Regions from separate parts of the Zea mays genome. Here all the other regions are linked to region 3. The links are chromatin contacts, called in public Hi-C maps. All regions are on one chromosome and are shown on one strand. The core of a region is the stretch at or near the end of the contact, and the rest is flanking DNA. Distances in the headings are between cores, read along the strand shown.

Region 1 (3,727 bases), core at 252-2,751, 220 kb after region 3:
CCTTAAGGCTAGTTTGGATCCATGATTCCTCATGGAGTTGAGGGGAAATTAGTTCATATCTCCCTCAATTCTATCCAATTCCTATAGGGAATGGATGTATCTAAAGTAAGCCTTAGGCCTCCTTTGAAACATAGGAATGGAAAAACACATGATTAGAGTTGACTATGATTTGCAATTCTAAAGAAATTAAGGATGCATGAAAATTTCTCATATTGCCTTTGAATGTTATCTAGGAATTTGAATAAAGATATAAGAGTTATAGGAAAGTTTCCAAAAAAGTTGGGCCTTTTGTTTTTTTGCTCTAAAACTTATATGGAGAAAAACAATCCAAAGGAATTTAAAAAAATGATAAGATTGAATCATGTGTTCCAAAAACTCACGTAGGGAATTTTTCTGTAGGGAATGAATTCTTAAAATATTCTTTATATAGTGTTTATGGATGACGGTTTCCTATCGTTTTCATTTGGTCTGCAAAATTAGCTCGAGTCTCGTAAGTCGACTCGAAACGGCTCGTGAGCCGAGCCAAATTTTAGAGCTTGTTGGCGCAACGAGCCGAGCCGGCTTGTTCTGGTTCACGAGTCGACTTACGAGCTACATCAAATTAATAAACCTACACAATCATAATAGATATTGGATACTTTTATAAATATCTGGCTCATTTCTTAGCCTTCAGTGATGAATATATAACAATTTATATTACTTGTATATTTATAGACTATTAATTTATTATATGATGTATAATTTATATTACTTGTATATTTATAGACTATTAATTTATTATATGATGTAATATTAATTATAAAGGTACAACTCGTGAGGTAAGCCGACTCGTGAATCAACATCGAGCCAAGCCAAACCTCCTACAACTTGCTTACTGAGTGAGCGAGCGAGCGAGCTGAATTCGGCCAGCTAGCAAGCCACACCAAGAAGGCTCGTTTACAACCCTAGTTTTCATGTACGACGGTGCTACGGGATTGACTGGCCGCGAGACACTTCGGAGTTCGGACCTGTTTGGTTGTGGACGAAAAAAAGCCTGACCAAAATTAGGTAAGTGAATAAAGTCAGGCTAAACCAAAATTAGACTCAAATTTTAGAGGGTGTTTGGTTTCTAGGGACTAATGTTTAGTCCCTTCATTTTGTTCCATTTTAGTGTATAAATTGACAAATATAGAAACTAAAATAAAGTTTTAGTTTCTATATTTGATAATTTTGTAATTAAAGTGGAATAAAATGTAGGGACTAAAAATTAGTCCCTACAAACCAAACACCCCTTTAGTGTTTGGTTGTGGCCAAAATGCAACGTGACTCGATCAAATTTGGGCAGTTGATTTGGACGCCCTGGTTTTGGCTATAAGGATTGGGACTAGCATGGCCAATATTTTATGAGCATAGTTAAAATTTAGCCTTTAACTAAACACTGGCCAAATGGCTTAGCAAGGCCAATATTTATTCTGGTATCCCTGGGCTTGCATCCAAACAGACCCCAAGTGCTGGACCTGATGACTACTCACAAGGCCGGAGTTCTGGACCCTGATGCATACTCGGTAGTCGGTACGCACGAGTATTGCACGTGACAAGGCCTGTCACTGTCAGCCATCTGACGAGGGAAAAAAAACAAGCAACTGATGACGGCCGCTGCCGTTCGATTTGAGAGCCACCGATTAACCCATCCATCCACCTCGCCGCCGCCGGAGAGTATGGTTGAGCGGCGGTACACCGAGGAGGAGGAGGCCCTCGAGATCAAGTCCCTCCGCCGCATCATCGCCGCCTACGCCAAGTACGCGCACCCATCCCGGCTCTCTCTTCTACCCTGACGAATTAGCCTCCATTCGTTCCTACGGCGTCACCGCCGCCCGCAGTTGATTGGACGTGTATAAACGGGGTGCTAGAAGCGGTTCCGCGTGCTGGTCCAACCCAGGAACGATGGCTTGATAGGATGGGCTGGAACGGAGGATACTGTGCTCTGATGATGCTTAAGAGTGAGTCGTAGGGTTCGTGGGCGCTCTCCGGTTCGACAGTGTGAGATGCTAACAGGAGTCGATTGGGCGGTGGCAGGGATTCACTGCGCTGACTTTCTGCTTTTCTGGAGAGTGTAAGGCACTTATGCAGTTCCCGATTAACACAGCACCATGCGACCCCCCACTCATAGATAGAGAGATTATTGGTAGTTTGAGTAATTGTTAGTTAACCACGGTTACTAGTAGTGGTGCTAGACCCTGTAAAGTTTTTCTTGGTTTTCCTTAGCTTGTTAGGCTCATCTTACAAGCTACAAGGAACATGGAGAGAAGATTAACTGGATACATGCGAGTAACATGGGGTTTTCTAGCACTGTGCTTGCTCTTGGTGGTGGTCGATTAAGAATGCAAGTGGGTAAGTGGTTCGAGCAGCCTGTTTCAAATGGCCTATTTGTTGGTTTGCAGACTACATTTGCATCCCTACATGTTGATTGATGCCATCAGGGGGTGCATTTAATGGCAGCATGGTAAATTGCCTACGTTAAGCATTTTTGACATAGTCGACCAATGTAGCATCCTTAAAATGTTCAGTGGAAATCATCTGTAGTTTGTCGTCAGCTGTTGGTTCGTTTAGAAGTTTTGTCTATATATGCAACATAAGGTAGCTAATCAACTGTTGATTTTTATTCAGAGGATGAAGTGATATTGAACAATATACCTGAGAAAATTTTGGCTCCACCCTTTTATGCTGATTGAAAACATTTGTTTTGGTGGTTGTGATAGCTATCAAGATGCTGCAGAAAGGGATGTCGAGAGATATGAGCGGTCATTCAAAATGCTTCCTACAGCGCACAAGGTTTATATAATTATATATCCAGTCTTAGTCACCACGTGTTTTCTTTATTTTTATTCCACTTGTTCCTCTTTCTAACCACATCTGGAGTTCATTTTGGTTTATATAAATCGCCTAACGCAATATGCTCTCCCACATTTACGTGTTCTCTGTGTAGAAACTTCTTTTCCACCTCGGTCTGAAGTACCAAAGTCTGAGATGGTAAGTAGCATTCTGTGCTTCATGCTTATAAATGTACTCCTCTGTTTCAAATTGTAAGTCATTCTAGTTTTGTCCTAAGCCAAACTAGTTTAACTTTGATGAAGTTTATAGAAAAATATATTAATCAAATATTAAAATAAATCTCATGATGTATCTGATGAATCTTGTTTGATGTGGTAGATGTTTGTTCATTGTTTCTATAAACTTGGTCAAAACTAAAATGACTTACAATTTGGAACCAATGGCGGACGCAAGACTAAAATTAAGGAGGTGCTAGTGTAACAAAGAAATAGTATATATGTTGGCCATGAGTAACAATAAAACTTTATGTAACATACCACTAAGTTGCTACTTGCTAGCCATGAATAGTAATGTGAGTAGTAGGTATTCTACGATTACTCATGGTTTGAGAATGTTCGATGATTATACAATCATCAAGGCTTCTAAATATCTCTCGCTCTGTATACCATATAGTCACTGAACTACTCGTCTAAAACTTTATTTCACAATTAGTCATCAAAGCTTCTAAATATTTTGTTACGTGGTACGTAGAACCAGCAGCGCGTAGGGGGGGGGGGGGGGGGGCGCTCGTCCCGGCTTGCCCCCCTGCTGGGTCCGCCACTGTTTGGAACGGAGGGAGTAGCGCTGATAAATAAGTTCTCTTGCTTTGTATATGATATTTTCTGAGGTGCTCTATCTTCACTCTTAACAAACCATG
Region 2 (3,857 bases), core at 6-2,505, 130 kb before region 3:
GTCTCCGCCGCTCAGAAGGAGAGGGTGCTATCTTAACAGGTGCCCGCCGCGCGGCCCGTGACCGCGCGTCGACGTCCCGGGAAGAAACGCGCGCGGCCTCGGAGGCAGGCCTTCGCGGGGCGTCTGTTCACGGCACATGCACGTACGCCAGCGCGCCGTGATCCCGGGTCGGCTCGTCGCCCATGCACAGGGTGTCACTGTGTCGTTGAGGATGTGAGAACAGGGTGCGAACTATTGGTGCGCATCTACTCGCGGGCAAGGACATCAACATCATGGAGCCTCGCGTTGTCATTTTACTAGTGTTTTAGGCAGGGAAGAGAACTGCAGGCTTCTGCGTTCCCGGTGTGAGTGAAGGGAAAACCATGCCAGCCTTTCTCATGTCAAACCAAAACTCCTCCAATTCTCAAGCGCCACTTCAGTTCAAGGATACCATGCTCCAAGCATTCAGCAAAACAACCGCAGCACAGAGCATCTCATCTGGACACAATGCAGATGAGCTGATAGCCTGCCCGGTGCCAGCAAAACACACTGCAACCCAAAGTTAGTATGTCTCTATTAGGTAAGGTAAAATAGGGGACGCATAACTATAAATGACAATGTTTGTAGAGTGAAGTTTGAAATAGAAGATACGATAGAGGATCTGCTCTGCTGGAGATAGCATTAGAGCCAACATATCAAGCACACATAAAATCCAATTTCAGATATGCAAGGACCTGCTATTTCTTCCAAGAAAATTTATGGAGCTTTTCTGCATCTTCAAAACAAGAGTACAGTCTGTTGGATAAGTGATAGTGATCTCAGGCCCATGGAATAGGTATGCGCCAAAGAGTCATCAACTTCTTCCCCACCTGAGTCCTAGATGACCTCTACTTCCGACTACCGATGGCGGACTACCCTGAAGATCACGATTAGTCATCAATCCACTAACGCGTTCGAGATCCTGTGGCTTACTCCCTAATTTCTCTAACACAGGCTTCTGCTGGTACCCGTACCTCCATCACAGTTACAGTTACAGCCATGTGACGCTGATCATAGGCTTTCTCACCAGCTAGTGCGCTGCTCAAGATACAATGGGCCTGGGCAGATCACGAAATTTCAACCATCGATCAGAGCAAGGCAAAACAATCCAGAGGAAAAAAGACAAGCTGTCCAATTTCTCCAGACAAGTAGCAACCTAGTCCAGAGGGACGAGGCCCCCAATTGTTCCCCCCTGGCTGCTGGTATCTACTGTCTCCCTCCCTCTCTGCCTTGCTATCGCCTTCCAGCTCTATTTCTATGCCTCTGCCGGTTCGCAGGGCCTTAGCTTTCATGAGCACTGGAGATGGACATCGAGTCGGTGAGGTGCGCCTGCTGTAGCCTCAGAGAGGACTGCACCCAGGAATACATAGACAATGTCAAGGGCAGCTTTGGGGGGAGATGGCTCTGTGGCTTGTGCTCCGAGGCTGTAAGGGATGAGCTCAGCAAACACAGGACCGGCCAGGGTAGAGTTGAAGAGGCTGTCAAGGCTCACATGGAATTCTGCAGGATGACGCTGTCAAGCCCAGCTGTCCGGGTAGCCGATGGCATGAAGGAGATGCTCAGGAGGAGGTCAGGGGACAAGAGGAGGCCAGCAACGCCATCAAAAGCACACCCAGCATAGCAAGGTAGGTAAGGGCTGTCGACAGAGATGCTTCTAGTCGCCTTAAGGTCAGTGCATCGATGTGGGAGCCTCTCAAATCTACTAAATGTATGTGTCCTACTATAAGTATATTGTATTTATATATAATACAGGCAGCATGTCAACTGTAAATATGAGCGATATTATTAATCCGAGGTTTCATGATCACTACATGAATCAAGTGCCGTCCACAGGAGATACATCTACCTTATTTTCTGTTTTTAGTTTCTTATTTCCTGCATTTGTTTCCTTCAGATCTAGTTGGTGATTTTGTTTCTTTTCCTCAATTTATTTATTCTGGTAATTTGTTTCCACGAGTCAATTCTTACTATTCAGTTCTAATGGTGTGAAGAGTGAACAGTAGCTTCACTTGATTAATCGTAAGGTACTTGAAGATAGTACTGGAAACAAAGGGTACTTCTTTTTTTACTAAAAGAAAGCCAACATGAGGATCAAGGAGGCCTAGATAATGAGTTAATGACAGATGCGCATCGCATGGAAAAGACAGTAGCAGTAAATTACACAGAGAGATGTTTCATTGAGGGCTCAAATATTCTGCAGATAAGTAAATTTGGCAATATAAGCTAGAGTTCAAACGAATGAAAACCCAGCCAGAGGGGTACGCAAGCATGAAGCATCACTCTAATACTAGTAGTGCTGAGACTAAGAAGCACAAACATACTCAAACTTGCCTCAAGCCAGAAGCATACTCCTGACATCTTTCACTATAGCTAGAACAGTCCTTCTCCTGCAACCAAAGACTATTGTTATTATCATTTGCATGATTGAAAACTTAGTCAAAAAAGGTAGCCAAATTATGATTTAGGTCCACACTGAAATGATAATTGTAATTCCATAAATACCATTCGAAAAGGTCAGGTTTGATAGATCAAACGGCTTTTTTTGTTTATCTAACAAATCAAACACATGTTTGGTTGAACATGCGTACTTTCTTACAATATCAAAATCATAATATGTTCAGCGAACTTACTTAGTTCATCTAATGATATGTTAGCAGCACTGTCCCCAGATTTAACCAATTGAATCTTGCCTGCACATAGAATAGTTATCCAAACATTAGGCTTTCTTCAACGGAGACATGAAAATAAAAGGTAGATGTAACCTACCATACAAGGACACCCTATGTTATCACGTAAAAAAATGTCATTGCTGTTGAGTTACATATGAAAACTACTTATGTGGAATACAGTCTCAATAATAAACATGATAGGAAAGAAGCTTGTGCGAATCAGCATACCATCACGTCGAACACATATCTCAGGTATGTTTTTGACTTGATCATTAACACTGTCATTGTAGACCCTGGTTTCAATATCACCCTCAACATAGACAGCAGAACTAACACAAGGTAAAAGAAAAAAAAATATATATATATATAACAGCATCCATAGCAAAAAAGATAGATATAGTTGTATTCAAGGTAAGATGAGGATTTTTTTATTAAACCACATACTTCTTCACCAGCTTCTGAACAGCATAAGCACTTAAGTAGTCATTATGGACAGCTATGCGGTGCCACTGAGCTGGCTTTGGCAAATCCTTAGGCCCAATTACCCTCTGGTCAAACATGCCACCAGTTCCAACAGTAAAAACGGTTACTGTATGCCCATTCCTTAAAATTTTTTGCACAGGGACTTGTCCAACTTTGCCACAGATGATGGCCTAGCAAAAGCAGAACAGATTATAACTGTACAATAGTGCTCCTCAAAAACAAAACAACGGGCAGAATTTCATATAAAAGATATAGGATGTCCAGTTTTATGTCCATACCCTGTGCACACCACGGAATTCCCAGCCCTTATTGGGATCTACACCTTGGGGTCGTAACTCCCTCTTTGAATTTGGAGAGTTATCATCATATTCCATGTCACCCTTCTCATCGAGGTCAGAGAAAGAAACAGTAGAGCTCGAAACTCGTGATTGTCTGCAGAAAGCTGCAGAGACAAAGGTTTAATACATCTTGCACGTTAGTGTAAATGCAAATATCATATAAAATGATTGATCAGTGATCACGGTTTCCATGTTCCTATGTTAGGTGAAACCTGAAACCTGTGAGTAACACCGAACCAAACACCTACCGGTTGAAATCCTTTGCTGTTCCATGACCCTCCTCAAGCCCGTCAACAATCCAGTGCTGACACCAGTCATGGTGGATCTACGTGAACATATAAAATGAAGA
Region 3 (3,922 bases), core at 670-3,169:
TGCCATAACACCAAACTGGTTGATAATAGCTCAGTAGGTGCACTTAGACAATATATCTAGAAGAAGTCAGAATGATCCATCATTTGGAATAGAGCGACTAGTAAAAAATTAGATCATTGATAAATGCATAATCAATAGGGCTCTGATCTGCAACGCTTACGGCTTACCGCTAGCTGCATCATTCGGTAACCACTAACCACCGTGCGAATCAAGCTGCCGCAGCGGTTGCAAAAGTGCAGCTGAGCACGCTGCATATTTTCTCACCACTCCCTGTTCAAAGTCTCCTCAACTATACACGTTGGGCCAAGAGACAGAGACAAAGTAAAGAGAATGAATTCATCTTCGATTAACCAACCACTTAGCAACAATTAGTTGTTGACCTCCGTGTCTTCGTTCTAATCAAAATTCTATACCAACGGTTTTCTCTTTCATATTAACTTAAAATGCGTCGTTGGTGGTTCATGAAATTAAAATAATAGACTGTTTTGACATTGTGGGTTGTGGCCATCAACTTTTTAATACTTCGCTGCTGGACTATTTTGACATATAATGATAGACTGACTATTGAATGTATACCTAGTGTCGGGGCCCTATAAACTTAGGGTTATAGGGTGGTCGCTACTCTGCCTCACCCTCAGGGCCACCATCGACTTTACAAATAGTTACATTCTAAATCAAATCATTGGTCTAAACTCTAAAGTCCCTTGAATTAACCACCTAGAAAGTTAAAGGGACCTAAACGAGAATGTGAAAAAAATCTAGATACCTGCAAGTGAAAACAGTCGGAAACGATCGAAAAACACCATTTTCGTTTTCATATTTTTTCTCGGAAACGAGATTGAAAACGGTAACTCCGGAAATGAAAACATCGGAAACAAAAGTTCGGTGCGAAAATTACACCGGTTATCAGAATCTAAAATTTGATCGATTTTTATAACATGTACCATCAATTGACTTCAAAAATTCATGCAAGTCATACATTCATATAAAATTAGTAATAATATATAAGGTAGGAGGTTACAATAAATATATAAGGTAAGAAATATACAATAATAAAATCATCATTATGTATTTAAATAAAGTAGAATCAAGATGTGTATAATGATATGACACTTAAATTCTATGTGTGCTCCTACTATTTGGCATAGTCAATATAGTTAGTGTCCTCTTAGTCCTTCTTAAGTTCTCGTGCAAATTATGAATATATGTATAGAGTAATAATAGGTAAAAAACATAAATAAGATTTATAAAAGTTTTAAATGATTTTAAACTATATATCATTAGATAGATCTTGATTTTAGGAAAATAATAAAATTAGTTTCATATTTTTCTAAGCTAAGATGAATTTATTATGAATTTATAAAGATAAGTTCAGATTTAATATTTTTCTGAAAAATATCGAATTTATTACCGACAGTAAAATACCGAATAAAAACGGCAATTTTCGGAAACGGACGGAAAAAGCCCAAACCGTTTTCGTTTTCGATTCCGGTTTTTTTTCTACCGATTCCATTTCCGTATTTTCGGTAACTGTTTCCGTTTAGACCTAAATTTCGGTAAAAATTCAAAAATGATTCCCGATATTTGAAAATTATCATTTCCGTTTTCATCCTGCAACACATTTTTACTCCCTTTATAATTGGCGTCGGTTACCCCAAAAAATCGAGGTTCCAAACAAAGTTAGTTGTTGCTTAATAAAATAATGTTGGTTGGTTTTGTTCTTTCTTTAAATTGAATGACCACTTTCATGCTATTGTTATTTCTCACCGGTGCTAGTTTTCCAGAGATTAGTTGTTACTGCTTCATCTTTGCATTTTAAGTGAAATCCCGGTATAATCGGTGCATTTCGTATGGGGAAATTGCTGGTCCATGGTTGTTGGGTGTTGGCAATTTAAACCATGTGGCTGGCCATTAGTGTTAAGTTTCTCCCTACGGTGTAATTTTTAGAAAGGTCAGGGGGGGCCTTGCCAGCATCATCCCTGCCGTCTGCCGAAACGGCGAAAAAAAAAACAAGAGTGCGAGCCCACCACCTCTCCTTCTCTCTCTGTCTCTCCTCCTGGCTCACTCTGTGCGCTCCTCGGCGCGTGCCCACGTCTCCCACGCCTCCCTCCCTGCATTCCCCCCTTCAGATCCGGTCTGCCCCGCCGCCGCCGATGTCCGAAGATCCCGTGGGATCCCGCCGCTGGCGGTGCGACCTCGGCGGCGACGAGCGCTGGCTCTCGGGGGCCGCTGGCGACGACCAATTCGACCGCCTCCCGGACGCGCTCCTCCTCGTCATCTTCAACCGCATCGGCGACGTCAAGGCGCTCGGCCGCTGCTCCCTCGTCTCCCGCCGCTTCCACGAGCTCGTGCCCCTCGTCGACTCCGTCCTCGTCCGCGTCGACTGCGTTATCCCCGACGAGCCCCCCTCCTCCTCGTCCTCCTCGTCAACGCCGTCCTCTCCTACGGCGTCCGTGCGCGCCCGCGGGGTCTTCTCACAGATTGCGCGCATCGTGCTCGGCGGCATCGTGAAGCCCATCCAGGCGCTTGGTCAGATCCTCTCACCCGCCAACTCCGCCTCCGGCTTTCCGGCATCCGCCGCTTCGTCGCTATCGTCGTCGTCGTCCTCCTCCTCGCCACTGCCTGCTGGGGACGTGTCGCACCACTCGCCATCGGAGGTGCTCCGTTCCTTCAAGGAGCTCCGCCACCTTCGCATCGAGCTCCCAGCGGGCGAGCTCGGCATGGACGATGGCGTGATGCTCAAGTGGAAGGCTGACTTCGGGTCCACACTGGGCAGCTGCGTCATCCTTGGAGCATCCTCAGCCTCGCCGTCGCCCTCCCCCTCCTCAGCTGGCTCAGATAGTCCGAGCGCCGCTCCCTCTGATGACAGTGGCCACACCGAGCCTGATGAATGTGACGATTCAGGAAGCATCCCTGAGTCGTTCTACACAAATGGGGGGTTTAAGCTGCGAGTGGTTTGGTCAATCAGCTCATTGATTGCGGCCGCCGCGAGGCATTACTTGCTGCAGCCGATCATTGCTGATCACATGACGCTCGAGACATTGGACCTGACAGATGCTGATGGTCAGGGAGTGCTCACCATGGACAAGTGCCAACTGCAGGAGCTGAGGGTGAGACCGGTGTCAACATCTAGGGGCTCACACCGGACGCTCATGCCAGAGCTTTGCATGTGGCTGTGGTATGCACCATGTATTGAGCTGCCTGGGGGGTTGTTGCTGAATGGTGCAACGCTGGTGGCCATCAAGCCAAGTGAGGAAGGAACAGGGGACACAGTTTGGAATGAAACTGCTGATGCAGCCTGGGTGTTGGATGCATTCGAGGAGCCATATAGAACAGCGGCGAAGATGCTTCTCAAGCGAAGGACCTACAGCCTTGAGATGAATTCATTCTAATCTATGGGAGATGGCATTTTGGAAGCTTCAGATGTGAGAGGTACACAATAGTTGTCTGATTTTTGTTTGTAATTTCTGTTTGGTAGATCGAGTTTTAGTATTCTTGCATAATTGTGAAATACTGAAATGAATACAACTAGGTCACCTCGACACACATTTTTCTAAACACTAAACAGCACGAGTCAAAATATCTTGGTTGAATTTATGTGCCGAATTTGACTTTGGCTTGTGTTGCATCTTAGAAGTACACAAATTTCTGTTTTAGACTTTTAGTTCATTAGGTGGAACTAAGTTTTGGGCAGTCAGGACCAGTATTAGGTGGAAACCTATGTTCTTTTTTTTTTGGCCGAGCTGGGCACCCTGCACCCATGTTGATTCCAAGTGCTATTTGGTGTTTCCAAATTTTTTTTGCCCACACATCAGCCGCTGTATGGTGGATTGAAGCTTATTGTAGAGGCCATATAGCAAAACAAAAGCACAGAGGACAGAGGGACCTGGGCTGCAAAACGAAAAGACGTGACTAGCTAGTT

What was found. Hi-C and Micro-C count contacts between places; a contact is called where the count stands out from the background.
Region 1: a Hi-C map of ear shows a contact between it and region 3, with 2.4 times the contacts expected there. The contact joins the promoter of LOC100381551 here to the promoter of LOC103630579 in region 3. A contact is called at or near these places in 2 of 25 Hi-C or Micro-C datasets (ear and leaf).
Region 2: a contact with region 3 is called in a Hi-C map of tassel, with 2.1 times the contacts expected there. The contact joins the promoter of LOC100216935 here to the promoter of LOC103630579 in region 3. A contact is called at or near these places in 2 of 25 Hi-C or Micro-C datasets (ear and tassel).

The regions. Positions count from the first base shown.
Region 1 is chr6:169,672,316-169,676,042 of Zm-B73-REFERENCE-NAM-5.0, forward strand. LOC100381551 reads left to right here and starts at 1,502. Exons shown (of 18, transcript NM_001318235.1): 1 at 1,502-1,777; 2 at 2,739-2,811; 3 at 2,966-3,009. The coding sequence starts at 1,626.
Region 2 is chr6:169,325,991-169,329,847 of Zm-B73-REFERENCE-NAM-5.0, forward strand. It overlaps LOC100216935, which reads left to right and starts at 1,256. Exons shown (of 1, transcript NM_001143319.1): 1 at 1,256-1,824. The coding sequence starts at 1,322. The coding sequence ends at 1,639. LOC100274237 reads right to left here. Exons shown (of 7, transcript NM_001353440.1): 2 at 3,757-3,833; 3 at 3,449-3,612; 4 at 3,132-3,340; 5 at 2,916-2,965; 6 at 2,649-2,708; 7 at 2,122-2,405. The coding sequence starts at 3,826. The coding sequence ends at 2,389.
Region 3 is chr6:169,453,750-169,457,671 of Zm-B73-REFERENCE-NAM-5.0, forward strand. It overlaps LOC103630579 (F-box protein), which reads left to right and starts at 1,920. Exons shown (of 2, transcript XM_008651626.4): 1 at 1,920-3,432. The coding sequence starts at 2,154. The coding sequence ends at 3,392.